Regions from separate parts of the Gossypium hirsutum genome. Here region 2 is linked to region 1. A link is a contact called in public Hi-C data. All regions are on one chromosome and are shown on one strand. The core of a region is the stretch at or near the end of the contact, and the rest is flanking DNA. Distances in the headings are between cores, read along the strand shown.

Region 1 (6,952 bases), core at 1,662-4,161:
ATGAACTACACAAATTGATTCGGATTTGGTATGTTTATAAATTGGATTAAAATGATGCTTTATGACCTATTTTGATGATATGAAATGTTTGAGAATTCTGCCTATTTGATCGATAAACTTCGGTAATGCTTCAAAATCTTATTCTGGTGACGGATATAGGTTAGGGGTGCTACAAGAAAACCCATGTTTTTTAAGAATGATTTTATCTCTGATTAATTATATTAATATGAGATAAATAATAATAAAAAGAGCTTAATTTTTGTAGAATACTCAAATGAGGAAGTTAAATTCTTCAAGAACTCTCTTTTACTCGACTGACTTGCTACAAAAAAAGATCACATCTAAACCATTCAACACACATCACTAGTTTAATATGTCCAGAGATTTTCGGCAAAAGTATCTGAAGAAACTCAAGAACTTGAAGAAAATTTGAAGAATGTCACATCAGTTCGATTCAACTAAGGGAAGGAGGTTAGAACCTATTTCAAGAGCAAGCCATCACGACACTTGAAGCAGGTTCAACCATCCAAGATCAAGTCTTGATGACCTTTGGATCCAAACTCTCCCCAAACCCATTTTTAAGATCAAGTCTTGACAACCTTTGAAGCGAATATTATTAATTTAAAATTAAGTCTCGACGACCCTTGAAGCAAATCACATCTTTCAAAGATCAAGTCTAAACAACCATTAAATTGAAGCTCCATCACAGAGAATAATTAAAAAAAATTTATCTGTATTAAAGAAATTTAAGATATTGTAATCTTTTCAAAGTTAGAAGTAAAATTTGACTAGATTTTTAAAATCAATTTACGACTCGAACTTTGTGCATTAAATTTTTTAACACATCTAGTAGAACAATCTCTATCCATCTCCTCTAAAAAGTTAAAAGTTAAAGTTTAATTATATATCGTGCCTATATTTGTGACATTTTAATTATTTTCAATATTTTTTTTATCTTTCATGCTTCTATTTATTCCTTAATTTGGAATAGTTTTATCCCAATAATTTAATTTCTTAGCTCTAAATTTATTTATTTAAAATTTGATATTAAATATATGTTAATATAATCTTAATTCAATTGGTATTAAAACACGCTTTATCTTTTTTAAGTATAATAAATATATAATCATTATATTTAAAAATTTTAATTCGATTTTGTGAAATTCATAAACTGAAATAATAATAAAATTAGCCTAGGTGAGTTGAGAAATGACTTAGACTTGAGACTTCAAAGAGAAGTGAGAACCCAGCCTAAAGTCCCACATCTAACATTGTAACTTTTAGCATAAAAAAGAGTGAATCCATTGAGTTTTCAGCTTTAATTTGGAAACTATTTTTTTACACCGGGTTTTGTTATTTCTGCATAAGCTATTGTATAATGTAATAATGGAACACAAAGGTCAAACCCCAAAAAAAGGAAGTCAAAAACAACCGCTTAATACCATTAACTTGATTTGTTCTCATTCAAGTTTTTCATTTACCCATTGAAATCGTAGTAACGAAAAGTACCTTTTAGTTTTTAGGTCAAACTAACCAAAATATTTAGGTTTATTATTATTATTATTATTCTTTTCATTTATATGACCCAGATTCTTAAAATGCTTAAGAATTCATTAATGTCAGAGAAAATATTTAGTATATTATCAATAAAGTTTTTAAACTTTGATAGAGATTCTGATCTTTTCTAAAATAAAAATTTTTTATTTAAGTATTTTATAAATTTATAAAATTTTAAATTAGTAATAGTAAAATTATATTTTATTCTTTTAAAAATAATAAAATTTTAATTTAATTTTTTAAAAATTATAAAGATATAGACTATTAAAATAATAAAATTATATTTTTACTATCATAAAAATATATAATTTAATTCCAACTACTTCAACAATATTTGCTAGCATCACCCATGATGAATCTGCCGAATATATATTATCAATGTCCAAAGATGAAGGTTTGGTTTTACTAAGTAAAAATTGTAGGACTGTCTTCTTCTGTCCCTTTCAAAAGGGTATTAATAATCAACCCTAATAAGAAAGGTGGTTGGTTCTTTGGCTTATTCTGAACAATTTTCTTTTTTCTTTTCTCTTTCAACCCAAAAATCAGTCAAAATTTTCCACTATGTAAGGAATGGAAGATGATCTGTGATGTAAAAGTCGTCGCCTAAACTCCAAAGCACCGTAGTTGAATTCCATTATTCAACTTGAAGAATTATTAATACTCTTTTTTTACTTAAATGCGAGGTGAATTTTCTCTTTAACATGTCAAATTTAAGTTATTTATACATGTTAATAATTTAATTCACGTTAGATTTAAAAATTGACATTTAATGTTTAAGTTGACAATTAAACTAACAAAGAGACATAATTGATAGAGATAAAGCTAAAAATTTTATAGTCGGAGGGAAAAATTAAATTGTAAAATTTTGGGGGCTTAAAATTACAAATGTTAAGGACCTAAAGGGATTGAAGCCGTTACCTACCCCATTGGTGCCTCCCTTGTTGATTGATACAATGGTCACACTTCAAGATCATAACCGGATCGTTTTAAAATTTACAAACCAAGCAGAATAGTGGGAGAATGCCTAGTGGATTAACCTTTATTTTAACAATTATTTTTTACCCCTAAACAATACTTCAATTCCTAGATTGATCCTTCAATTTTTTTTGGTCAAATTTAGTCGCTAAACCATCAATTTATCAAAAAACGATATCAGCCAATAAAAACATGACAATTAATACTTTCTTATGAGATGCTGCGTGATACATCTGAAATCATCTGACTTAAAACACTTAAAAGGACCAATCTAGGAATTGAAGAATAGTTTAGGGACATTTTTACTGACAGAGTGAGAGAGTGAGGCAATATAAGAAGCGAGGGGAACAGTGCGAAAACCGCGTTTAATAGTGTAATTAAAGCATACATTTTTGTTTTTTCATTACCTTTTTTAACAATTTTCACTTTAGTACCATGTGAGTGTGACCTCATCTTTTTCCCACTTTTCAATTAAAGTCCCTCATTACCCTTTCACGTAAATCTACACCGATATATAAACACTCTTATTTTATTTTTTCTCTTTTATTTATTTTTTCTTAGTGCAATACTTTTAGATCCAATCCAAAGCCTTAAAAAAAAATCATTGGATCATTTTTTTTCTTTTTTATCTTTCAAAGGCATAGAGAGAGTTCTCAGTTTTCACCAACAATGGCTCCACTATTGTACTTCAATTTCCGTAAGGTATTTTTGCTTTACCTTGCTTTCTTTATGTTGATTTCGTTGCTGGTTTGTACCTCCATTGTTGATAGCCACGAGCTTCGAACCACTCGGTTTGGTGGCGGTGGAAGAAGATTGTTGGAGCTCGAAGAAGAAGATGAACAGTTGGTGTTGAAGAAGAAAAGCTCCAATTTTTCCAACAAGAAGAACCAAACCAAGCTTGTTAAACCATCAAATGTATCCACCAAGAACCAAACCAAGCTGGTTAAATCAGTGAATGTATCCACCAAGAACCAAACCAAGCTCGTTAAATCATTGAATGTATCAACCAAAACGTCGAATTTGTCGGCCAAGAACCAAACCAAGGTTTTGAAACCGACCAACTCGACCAAAACTGCAAAGCCAACGGTGTCGAGTTCCATTCCCAAGAAGCTTAATTCAACTTCCAAGGTGAAGAAACTGAATTCCACAACACCAAAAGCTTCGGATCTGCTCAAATTAAGCTCTCCCAAGAACAAAACAACCACGAAAACACCGGTTCCATCTTCAAAACCTGAAAAGAAACCGACAACAGCCCAGATTCAGAAACAACAAAAGAAGCAACCCAGTTGGGTCGACGACGATGATGAATCGGATTTAGTGTCGGAGTTCCGGGATCTACCGGCTAAGTTCCAGCAAACACTTATACCGGACCTGGAGAGAATCTCGACAACCTCGAAAGTTTACATCAACAAATACAACAAAGAGTTCACCAAACAGTTCAAACCATATGTCGGCAACAAACATGCTCCCACCATTGCTACTGTAATCTCTTGTGCTTTCCTTTTAATCCCTTTACTATTAGTTTCCCTCATTTTTAACCGCATCAAAGCTTATTTTTCACTCCAAAAGATTCTCATCTTCATCCAAATTTACCTCTCGATTTACTTTTCAATCCTTTGCCTTACCTCCCTCGTCACCGGACTTGAGCCGCTTAAGTTCTTTTACGCCACTTCGCCGTCGACCTACGTGTGTTTACAAGTGCTTCAAACGCTTGGGTACGTGCTTTACTTGTTGCTGCTGTTGATGTATTTGATACTGGTTTTCTCGACGGAGTCGGGTCTCGGATCCAAGATGTTGGGTTTGGGTCAGATATTCGTGGGATTTGCCGTCGGGTTGCATTACTACGTGGCGGTGTTTCATAGAGTGGTTTTGCATCAACCGCCTAAGACTAATTGGAAGGTCCATGGGATGTACGCCACGTTTTTCCTTGTGATTTGTTTGTTTGCTGGTGTTGATAGGAGAAAGAAGGCTTACTTGGAAGAAGGCGGTGAAGAGGGGAAGAAAAATTAATTAATTAATTAATTAAAGATTTTTTGGGGGAGTACATTATAATTATTATTATTATTATTATTAAATTAGTGGGTCCAAAAAATTGTCATAATCTCAGCCACTTACAATTTGTAGCAATAATGAACAAATTTTGCTGTCATAAAGTTGTGCTGAGAAATTTCCAAAGGTATCTTCACCTTTGTTATCATTTTTTTCCCCTTTATTTTTATTTATGGTTTTATATTTAAATTCACAATTGTAATTTGTCCACTGTAATGTTTTCTTAATTACCTTTGAAAATAGACAAGGCTTTTTGCAATTTATTTTCCTGTTTCAAGTTTTTTTTTTGGAATAGTAATTGTATAAATGTTAGCACAATAATGTTAAAATGATTCTTATGGGAAAATAATAATCTCAAAAAATAATTTTGAGATTTTAATTTTGAGTTATATTGTAATTAAATATTATGTGACTAGCTTCTTTGACAAATTCTTTTATTGTAATTAAATATTATTTCTCTATATTAAGTAAGTAATCATAATTTTTTTTACAGTGATTTCAAAATTCAATCAAATCAGTAGGTTAAATAAAAAATTGATTAAAATATTAATTAAATTGAAAATAGATATTGATTTAAAATAAAGAATTAGAGCAATTGCATCTAAACAATTAAAATAATTGAATCGATTTTTTAAAAAAAATTTAATAATTTATTCAATTAAATTAATCTAATTAAAAATCAATAATCTCAAAAATTCTGGGTCTTGAAAATTTTAGATTTTGATTATAAGTTTTAGAGAATAAATTGGCACAAATCTCAAATTTTAGATTACAGTCAATTTAATGACACTGAAACTAAGGAATCTATTTTCCTGGGATAGACTTGCCTTTGAACAAAAAGGAAATACTGTACAAGATTCTCACGCGCGCAACATGGAGTGTGCTTTATTATTTTTTGGTAAATGTATTTGAGAGGTACTCCTATTATAGGGACATGCTCAAATTCATCCCTCTATTATTAAATGAATCAATTTAGTCCCTGTACTATTGAAAAGAATCAAATAAGACCGAATTGGAATAGAGTTAACATTAACTATATAAAAATGTCATTTATTATTTAACGAGATTAATATATTTAATTTTTTTCTGGTTTTATAAATGAAATCTTTTGTTTGGAATTGAATTATAATTGAAAAAAATATTTTTCAAAATAATTTTTATATACTAAATATTAAATCTATTACAATTTAGATTTATTTTATTCTTTTTAACAATATAAATGATTAATTGAACTATTTAATAATAGAGAGACTAATTTGATATAGTCCTTATAATACAAGGGCTTCCCATATACTTTAACCATTATGGTTTTCTTCTTTGAATAAAAGGGTTTGTGACATTGAGAATGTTGAGATCTCATGTTGGAATTGAATTCTATATTAATATATAGGTTCTCCTTTAAATTGATTTTCCTCATAGTTAATTTTAATTAGTTTTCCAAGTTGATTATTTAATTTACTATTTGTAATGATTGAATTTAATTAAATCTATTTATTTTAAAATATATGTTTTAATTTTAATATTTAATTTTGGTTAAATGTTTAAATTAGGCTCAATTTTTTAAGGGTTGTTCACATAAACACCAAACCTTTCAAATGATCATATAATAGCCTAACCTTTACAAAATGCTCAAATTTCACACGCTTCAACTTGGTTTGTAGTAAAAATTTGATGAATATTGACGTTTTTAGAAGATAATGCATAATAACTTAATCAAATATTACTTCAAAAAAGAAGAAGAAAATAATAAAAATGTAATTTGAAACTTGATATATGACATTTGAAATGCCCTTATTTAAGCACTTCTAAAAAGGTTCGGCTCTTATTTGGTCATTTTGAAAAGTTTGATATTCATGTAAGCACTTTTATAAAGATTAGGTCATTGTATGATTATTTTAAAAGATTTGATCCTTATATAAGCAACCTTTAAAAAAATTAGTCCTAATTTGAGAATCAAGCCTTAATTTTCTGTAAGAAATACATCTATCAACCAATTAAACCTTCAAAACATGTAACTTTATATCAAGACTATAGCTTTAAAAAGAAAACAATGACCTTACCATCTTTGCTCAAAATGTGCACCAAAGATGATGGAGGTGCTAACACCAAATTTTGAACACACATTCTCCTTTCTGATCAATTTGCAATCCAATCAGTCTCCCTATTAGTTTTTATGCTAATCCAAATAAACACAATGTCATCAAACTTATAGGCTTGGGGTCTAATATCCTTAAGTATTGGTCATATCTTCTGATTGTCTTCTCAATTATTCATATTCAAGTCAAATACCAACAACCTTAAATCAATTTTGAAGAAGCGTTCAATTTGTTGGATGTCCTAATTCGATGTTTGATAAGTGCTAAAAGTAATA
Region 2 (7,076 bases), core at 3,921-6,420, 160 kb before region 1:
TTTTTCACCTAAAAAGCTGAAAAAAATTATAATCTAAATTTATAAAAAATACCAAAAATAGAAACACCCAAAAATCCAATGTAATAATTTTCATCTTTTCTCATTGTTTTAAATTTAATCTTCTTTGGCAAAACTACAAAAAATATTAAATTATACAATTTATAAATGTTGAGGGTTAAATTTTTTAAAATCAATATTAAATCGACACGATATTAAAAGTTGCTACTATGCCAATTTTAACAGCTTCCAAGTTAATTTTCCCTTAGTAATATAGAGGTTGGATACCCAAAAAAAAAAGAATAATTGAGTAATCATTTTGTAACTTTTTATAGTTAAATAATTAAAAAAAATTACTAATAATTGGATGACTAATAATATAATTTACTCTAAATTTTAATTTTTTAAATAATTTTCTTTAAAAAACAAATTAACACCTATAAATATCGAGTTTCCTTACTATTAATATATTTACTTAGGGATTTACTATCCAATAATTTAATAATAAAAAGAGAACCTTCTTTCCAAATAAAATATACTAAATTATTTTTAAAAAAAACCTAGATTACCTCGTATAAGATTCATTGTCATAAAAAAAAAAGGAAAAAGAAAGAGGTTTATTAACATTCTAGTAAATAAATCCATTTCACTAACTTCCAAATAGCTAGGAAAGAAAATACATATTAAATATATTTTATTTGGGAAGAAGGGTTTTTTTTTTCTTTTTTTAATTTAAATAAAGCAAGTGTATCAGAAGAAGTTAATGTTAGCTGATGTGGTTGAGTACTTGAGTGTCTAGTAAGAAAGAAGGTTTGGTTTAAAGGTGAAAACAAAAATGGAAAATGCTTGATTTGTGAAACACATTTTTATAAAAACTCTTAAATACGAGGAGACTCCTCGGCATACTTTAATTCATATCTTTTTATATTAATAATAATATTAATATCAATTAAATTAATATTTGATTGATAAAATACATTATTAATACTTAAAAAGAATATATATATATTATCAAAATTTTCAAAAAATAAGTAATTAATAATAAATAAATAAAATATGAATGTGAATATTTAAAGTTGAGATTAGACTTGTCCGCAAGTCATTCCGATCAAAGTTACAATTTAGGGTTCTTTTTAGCTTGAATTTGAATTTAGTCAAATTGAATTTATTTAAACTCAAATTCAACCAAATATTAAAGATTTGGTAAAAAAGGAAGAAAAAAAAACCTTGATGATTAAGATTTGGTAGTATTATTGTAAAATAAGTGAAGCAATTGGGATTTCAAATTCATGATTAAATCTCAAAACCCAGAGGACATGAATGGAACATGACACGTTTAATTTGAGCTTTAGGAAAAATAATGGAAGGAGTGATTTGAAAATGAAGATACTTTGCGTGGCTTGAAAGTGATGTCCACGTAGGAACCGACGTGTATGCGCGTCAAAGTAGGTCCACCATCTATAGCACCATCAAAATTTTTTAGGGTAAATTTTCAAAATTGGGCTCAACTTTTTAGAATTGCTCACTTAAGGGTTAAATTTTTAAAAAAAATCAAATATTTTCGAAAAGTACTCAAATTATCAGATTTTAAATAATATTTTTTTTAGTGTTTTGTAAAAAACTTTTATTAATAACACCATTTTAGAAAAATGGATGTTTATGCAAGTAATCTTTAAATTAGTATATGGTAGAATCTAATATAAATTTAATGGTTTGGAATTGGAATATTGGGGAATTTGGGATCCTTCTCGCTTCTATCCTACGCAATCTTTGATTTGACCCCACCCTTTCTTTTTCTTCCATTTCTCATAGTTTTGACTTTGTTTTTCCATTTAACCATGGTTACTGGCTTTATATTCAATGGGAATGAGATTTAGAATATATTTTAGATTTATTGTGAGTATGGATGGATGATTGGATGCGCTGCAATATGTTTGGTTTGCTTTTTTTAATGTTACAGTTTTAGTATAGTATTTAATTTTATTTTATTATTATTTTTATACTAATCACAAATAAACGTATCGTCCATTCAAATTCACCCTTAAAGTAAACAAAAAAAAAAACAACAACAAGTATTTAGTATAAAATATATTACATTTTCAATGAGAAAATACAACTTTAAACATTAGAGATAACATTGTTTGGAGGAGGAGCCATCAATGCGTTACGTGAAAAAACAAGAATAAAAATTACCTATTTTTACATTAGCATGGGTTAAATTGATCAAAAATTTTAACATTGTTTTATATACAGACAATAGAGTTATTTTAATTCTACAAGTGCAGTCAAATAATTCCGTTTATGGTGTATTAAATAATATATTTATATAATATAATATGTTTATATTAACTATTTGTTATGTATTAACTATTATAATCAATGAAGTTACTATTAAGAAAAAATGATTATATTCATTTTTTATTTTTATTATATTTGAAACATCAAAATAATTATATATTTTAATTATAGTTTTTAATTATTATTTTAAATAATATAATTTTATATTTATTATATAAAATATAATTTTGTTATTTATTAAATTATAAACTATAAATACATAAAATTACATTCAACACATATAATATTATAATCGATAATTATCTAAATTTTATCCTTTGAGAATTTAATGAAAAGAAAATTGTCGACCTCTCATTAGCTCTTGGGTTTTGTCATCTGTGGCTACTTGATTAAATTTAATCTGATATAATTAATAATATTAATATAACTGTTATTACCTTAATCATAGTTTGCATTTGCTTTTGAATTTTTGGCACTTGAATTTGATAACTAGGTTCACTTTAGTACCTACACTTTTTTTAGTTGACTTTGGCACATGAACTTGACAATTAGATCTATTTTGATCCATGACCTTGAAATTTCTAAAATTTTGATGATGTGGCATTCTGAGTTTGAAAAAAAAGAAGAAAAAAGATGATGTGGTACAATCTTAGAATGTCATATTTGATGTTTTAATAATTGAACCAACGGTTGAACAAGTTAGCCCACTAGTTTTAGATTTAATCATTTTGATCGGTTCCATAGTCGGACCAAAAATAATTAAATAAATAATAAAAATCTAAAAAAAAGTAAAATAAATAAAAATTGGTTTTACTTGGCTTTTTAGATTTTTATGAAATTTTAATTATTTATTTAATTATTGTTGATCCGACGATTGAACCAGTGGTTTAACATGTTTAATCATCGATTCAATTATTAAAATATTAAGTATGACACTCTGAAATTGTACTACATCATCATATTTTTTTTCAAGTGTTGATGTGGCATAATCTCAAAGTGCCACATCACCACACTTTTAAAATTTTTAAGTTCAGGAATCAAAATGGACCTAGTTGTCAAGTTCAAAGGCCAAAAGTTACATTATCTCCTTTTTTTTTGCGGTCATTAACAGAATAAGCTTAAATGAATAACAATTTTCAAGTTCAGGGGTAAAAATGGATAAAAAAAAAGTTCAAGAGTCTATGTAGACTTACTTACAAAGTTTATGGGCTAAAAGTTATATTATTCCCCATTTTTTAAATTCAAGAACCAAAATAGATAATAAAAAAATTTAGGAACCAATATAGAGGTAGTTATAAATTTTAAGGGTTAAAAGTTAGATTATCCCTTGAATCATTAACAAAAAAATTCAACTTTTTCATCATTGTATCCACATTGGTTTTATTTCAATATTTTGTTTTTATTAATAATTATTTCCACTTAGTTTCTTTCTTTTCTTGTTCATATTTCAACTTTAATTTCTGGGATTTGTAGTTTTTTTGTTTGTTATATTTTTGCTCTAACATATAAATCATTTATTTAAACATATTCAAGTTTTGTTACATTGATTTTCCAATTAAAGTTCTATATACAAAATTGAGGTAAATATAATTTTCTAATTTCTCTCCATTTTAATATTAAATAAATTGGTTAATTTCTAAAAATATTGAAGTAAAGTAATTTTTTAATTTAGAAAATGAGAAATTAAGTATAATTAATCACAATATTAATATTTTCTATCAATTAAACATATTTTTATTGGTATAATAACAAATTTATTAAATCAATACCAAATTGACATAATGTTTAAACTTGAGAGTTAAGTTTATTATTATACCAATAAAAAATTATACAATTGATGAAAATTTAATGTTGCGATGAATTGTCTTTAATTATTCACTTTTAAATTTGACAAAGATTAAATTGCTCTATTTTAAAAAAAATAATAAGAACCAATTTGCTCAGTATCAAAATTAAAAGAAATTATAAAAAATTGTTTTTTTTTTACAAAATAGACAGAGAAAAATTTAAACCCAAAACATTTTTTTGATTTTTTTAATAAAAAATTATGAGTACAATAAGTACAAATAATATACATATGAGTAACTATTACTAAAATAAACAATTATAAAGTATGACCTATACAAGAACTATACATAATAAAGATTTAAATCAAATTAAATTTAAACTAAAAATTCACATATAATTTACAAAAATCTAATTAGCATAACCTTAACATTTGAGCCGATTTTTATAGTAAGAGATAAATTGTATTTTGTCTCATTTACTAATGAATTTAGTAAATTATTTTTATGTTAATTATATTTTATTTTATTTACGCCATATATAATTATTTAATTATAAAAATTGGTAAAACTTTTAATAAAAAAATAATACAAAAATTATTTTACATCCTTTTTAAATAAAATTAATAAAATATAATCTAACCCTTAGACGGTTGTTGCTAACTAATTATCTTGATCGAAGATGGCTACAAAGAAACATAAAATCACAGCCAAAGTATTCATGATAACACTGATTGAAGTGGCAACGTGGCAAGGAAAGGAATGCCAGGTCAACAAAATCTTTTTCCCAATCAAAACTTCACACGTGTAAAGCACCGTTAAGAAACCGACACTTCTCGGTTAACCCTTCAAAGTAAAAATGGCAGCAAAATTGGCGATGAGGTACCCTCCATCGTCACCCCCTTCCAATCGAATAAAAAAAGCATCTTTGAAGTTGACAAGAACGAAAGGTGATAAATTTAAATTTAAATTATCTTATAATTAAACTAATAATTAACAAAAATAATAATTTAATGTAAAGAAAATTAATAGAGAAGCACATGGGGGGCTAGAAGGTTATATAAGTAGTGATAAGCTTTACCGCTTGAAATCCAAGAGTGTAAAACAGCAAGGTGAGGCCACAAAAAAAAAAAAAAAGGAGAGAGAGAGAGATTATTCAGATTTTGTTGCAGTGTCCAATCATTCAGTTTTTTTTTTCCTTAATTCCCCCTTTTTTTCTTTAATTCCCAGCTTCTCTGAATCCCTTTCTGTCTTTCAAGCTGAAAAAAAAAAGGAAAAAATCTGTTCTTTTTGAAAGCCAGGTGATTCAGATTAGAGATCCAGGTTTGGGTTTTTCTTTTAAATTATAAAGTTTTAATCTTTACTTTGATCAGCTAAGAGGGTTTATTTTTGGTCCCTCAAAGTTGGGTTTTGCCTGTTCTTTGGTTTTGATTAAGAAACAGGTCTGTTTTTTTGGATATGGCAGCTGTTATAGATATGTATAATAGTAGCAGAAACTCAGTTTTTTATGATCCTTTAAGAGAAGAGTTAATGAAAGCACTTGAACCTTTTATGAAAAGTGCTTCTTCTTCTTCTTCTTCTTCTTCTTCTTCTTCTTCTCCCTCACAGCCCAATTTGTACCCTGAATATTGCTCCCCATTGAACGGTAGTACCCACTTGTTTTCAAACCATGGGTTCTCTAACTATGACAAGAACATGTTGGGTTTTGAGCAAACAGGTAGTTCACTTGGGCTTAACGAACTCACCCCTTCTCAAATCCTTCAAATTCAATCCCAAATATTACATCAACAACAGCAGCAACAGGTTGCTTCCATGGCGGCTGTTGCAACACCACCAACAACAACCTTTGAGAACCCAAGGGTGGGCTTTCTTTCACCAAAGCCTGTTCCTATGAAACATGTCTCTTCCACCCCACCAAAAGCTGCGAAGCTTTATAGGGGTGTGAGACAGAGGCATTGGGGCAAATGGGTGGCTGAAATTAGACTCCCTAAGAACCGAACACGACTTTGGCTTGGCACTTTCGACACAGCTGAAGAAGCAGCCTTGGCTTACGACAAGGCTGCTTATAAGCTTAGAGGAGAGTTCGCTAGGCTGAATTTTCCCCACCTTAAGCACCAAGGAGCTCATGTTTTTGGCGAGTTTGGTGACTACAAACCCCTCCATGCCTCGGTTGATGCTAAGCTTCAGGCTATCTGTCAAAGCTTACAAGCACAAGGCAATCCAGTGAAGACGAAGACCCTCCCCAAGGCCGCTGAGTTTCATTACCCCATCAAAACCGAGGAGTTTGATCATAAACAAGACAACTCATCATCATCATCATCATCATCAGTTGATGAATCATCATTAGCAGGATCATTATCTTCACCAGAATCTGATATCACTTTCTTTGATTTCTCTGATTCCAAATGGGAAGACAATGAAATTGAAAACTTCAGTTTAGATAAGTTCCCATCACTGGAAATCGATTGGGAAGCCATTTGAGTCCCTAAAAACACAACTATCATGTAATTTCTTGTATTTTCTTAGGTCTAAGCATCTTTTACCTTCGTCATGTTTTTTTCCTTAGTGTCTCTAGTGGTCTGTCTACAATGGGATTTTTGACATTTGTGGAAGATCAATGGAGGTTTTTAAATTAGGGGTATCAGTTTAGAATTTGTATCATGTTAAAAAATATATATGTTGTAAGCGCAAGAGGTATCTCCTTTCTAAAGACACTGGTCTTGCTGGTACTGTTTTTTAATTATCCTAGCAATGGCCGTTGGAGTGCTTCAACTGTTTATGTTTGGTTCCATTATTGTTAAAAAAAAAAACTAGTAAATATTCCTACAATTTATTTGAATATATTTTAATTTAATTTTAATAAATCAAATTTATTAAATAAATATAAAAAGGAATGTGACAGAAAGTTGTTTGAGAAAAGAAAATCTGTAAAAACAAAACAAAATTAAAATTAAAAAAAGTTTTGAATTATTTGCATAAAAACTTGTATATAAAATA

The links. Hi-C and Micro-C count contacts between places; a contact is called where the count stands out from the background.
Region 2: a Hi-C map of leaf shows a contact between it and region 1, with 2.6 times the contacts expected there. The contact joins the promoter of LOC121208719 here to the promoter of LOC107937238 in region 1. A contact is called at or near these places in 2 of 34 Hi-C or Micro-C datasets (hypocotyl and leaf).

Annotation. Positions count from the first base shown.
Region 1 is chrA02:103,424,991-103,431,942 of Gossypium_hirsutum_v2.1, reverse strand. LOC107937238 reads left to right here and starts at 2,911. Exons shown (of 1, transcript XM_016870088.2): 1 at 2,911-4,844. The coding sequence starts at 3,202. The coding sequence ends at 4,542.
Region 2 is chrA02:103,587,765-103,594,840 of Gossypium_hirsutum_v2.1, reverse strand. LOC121208719 (ethylene-responsive transcription factor ERF060) reads left to right here and starts at 5,170. Exons shown (of 1, transcript XM_041079763.1): 1 at 5,170-6,908. The coding sequence starts at 5,538. The coding sequence ends at 6,560.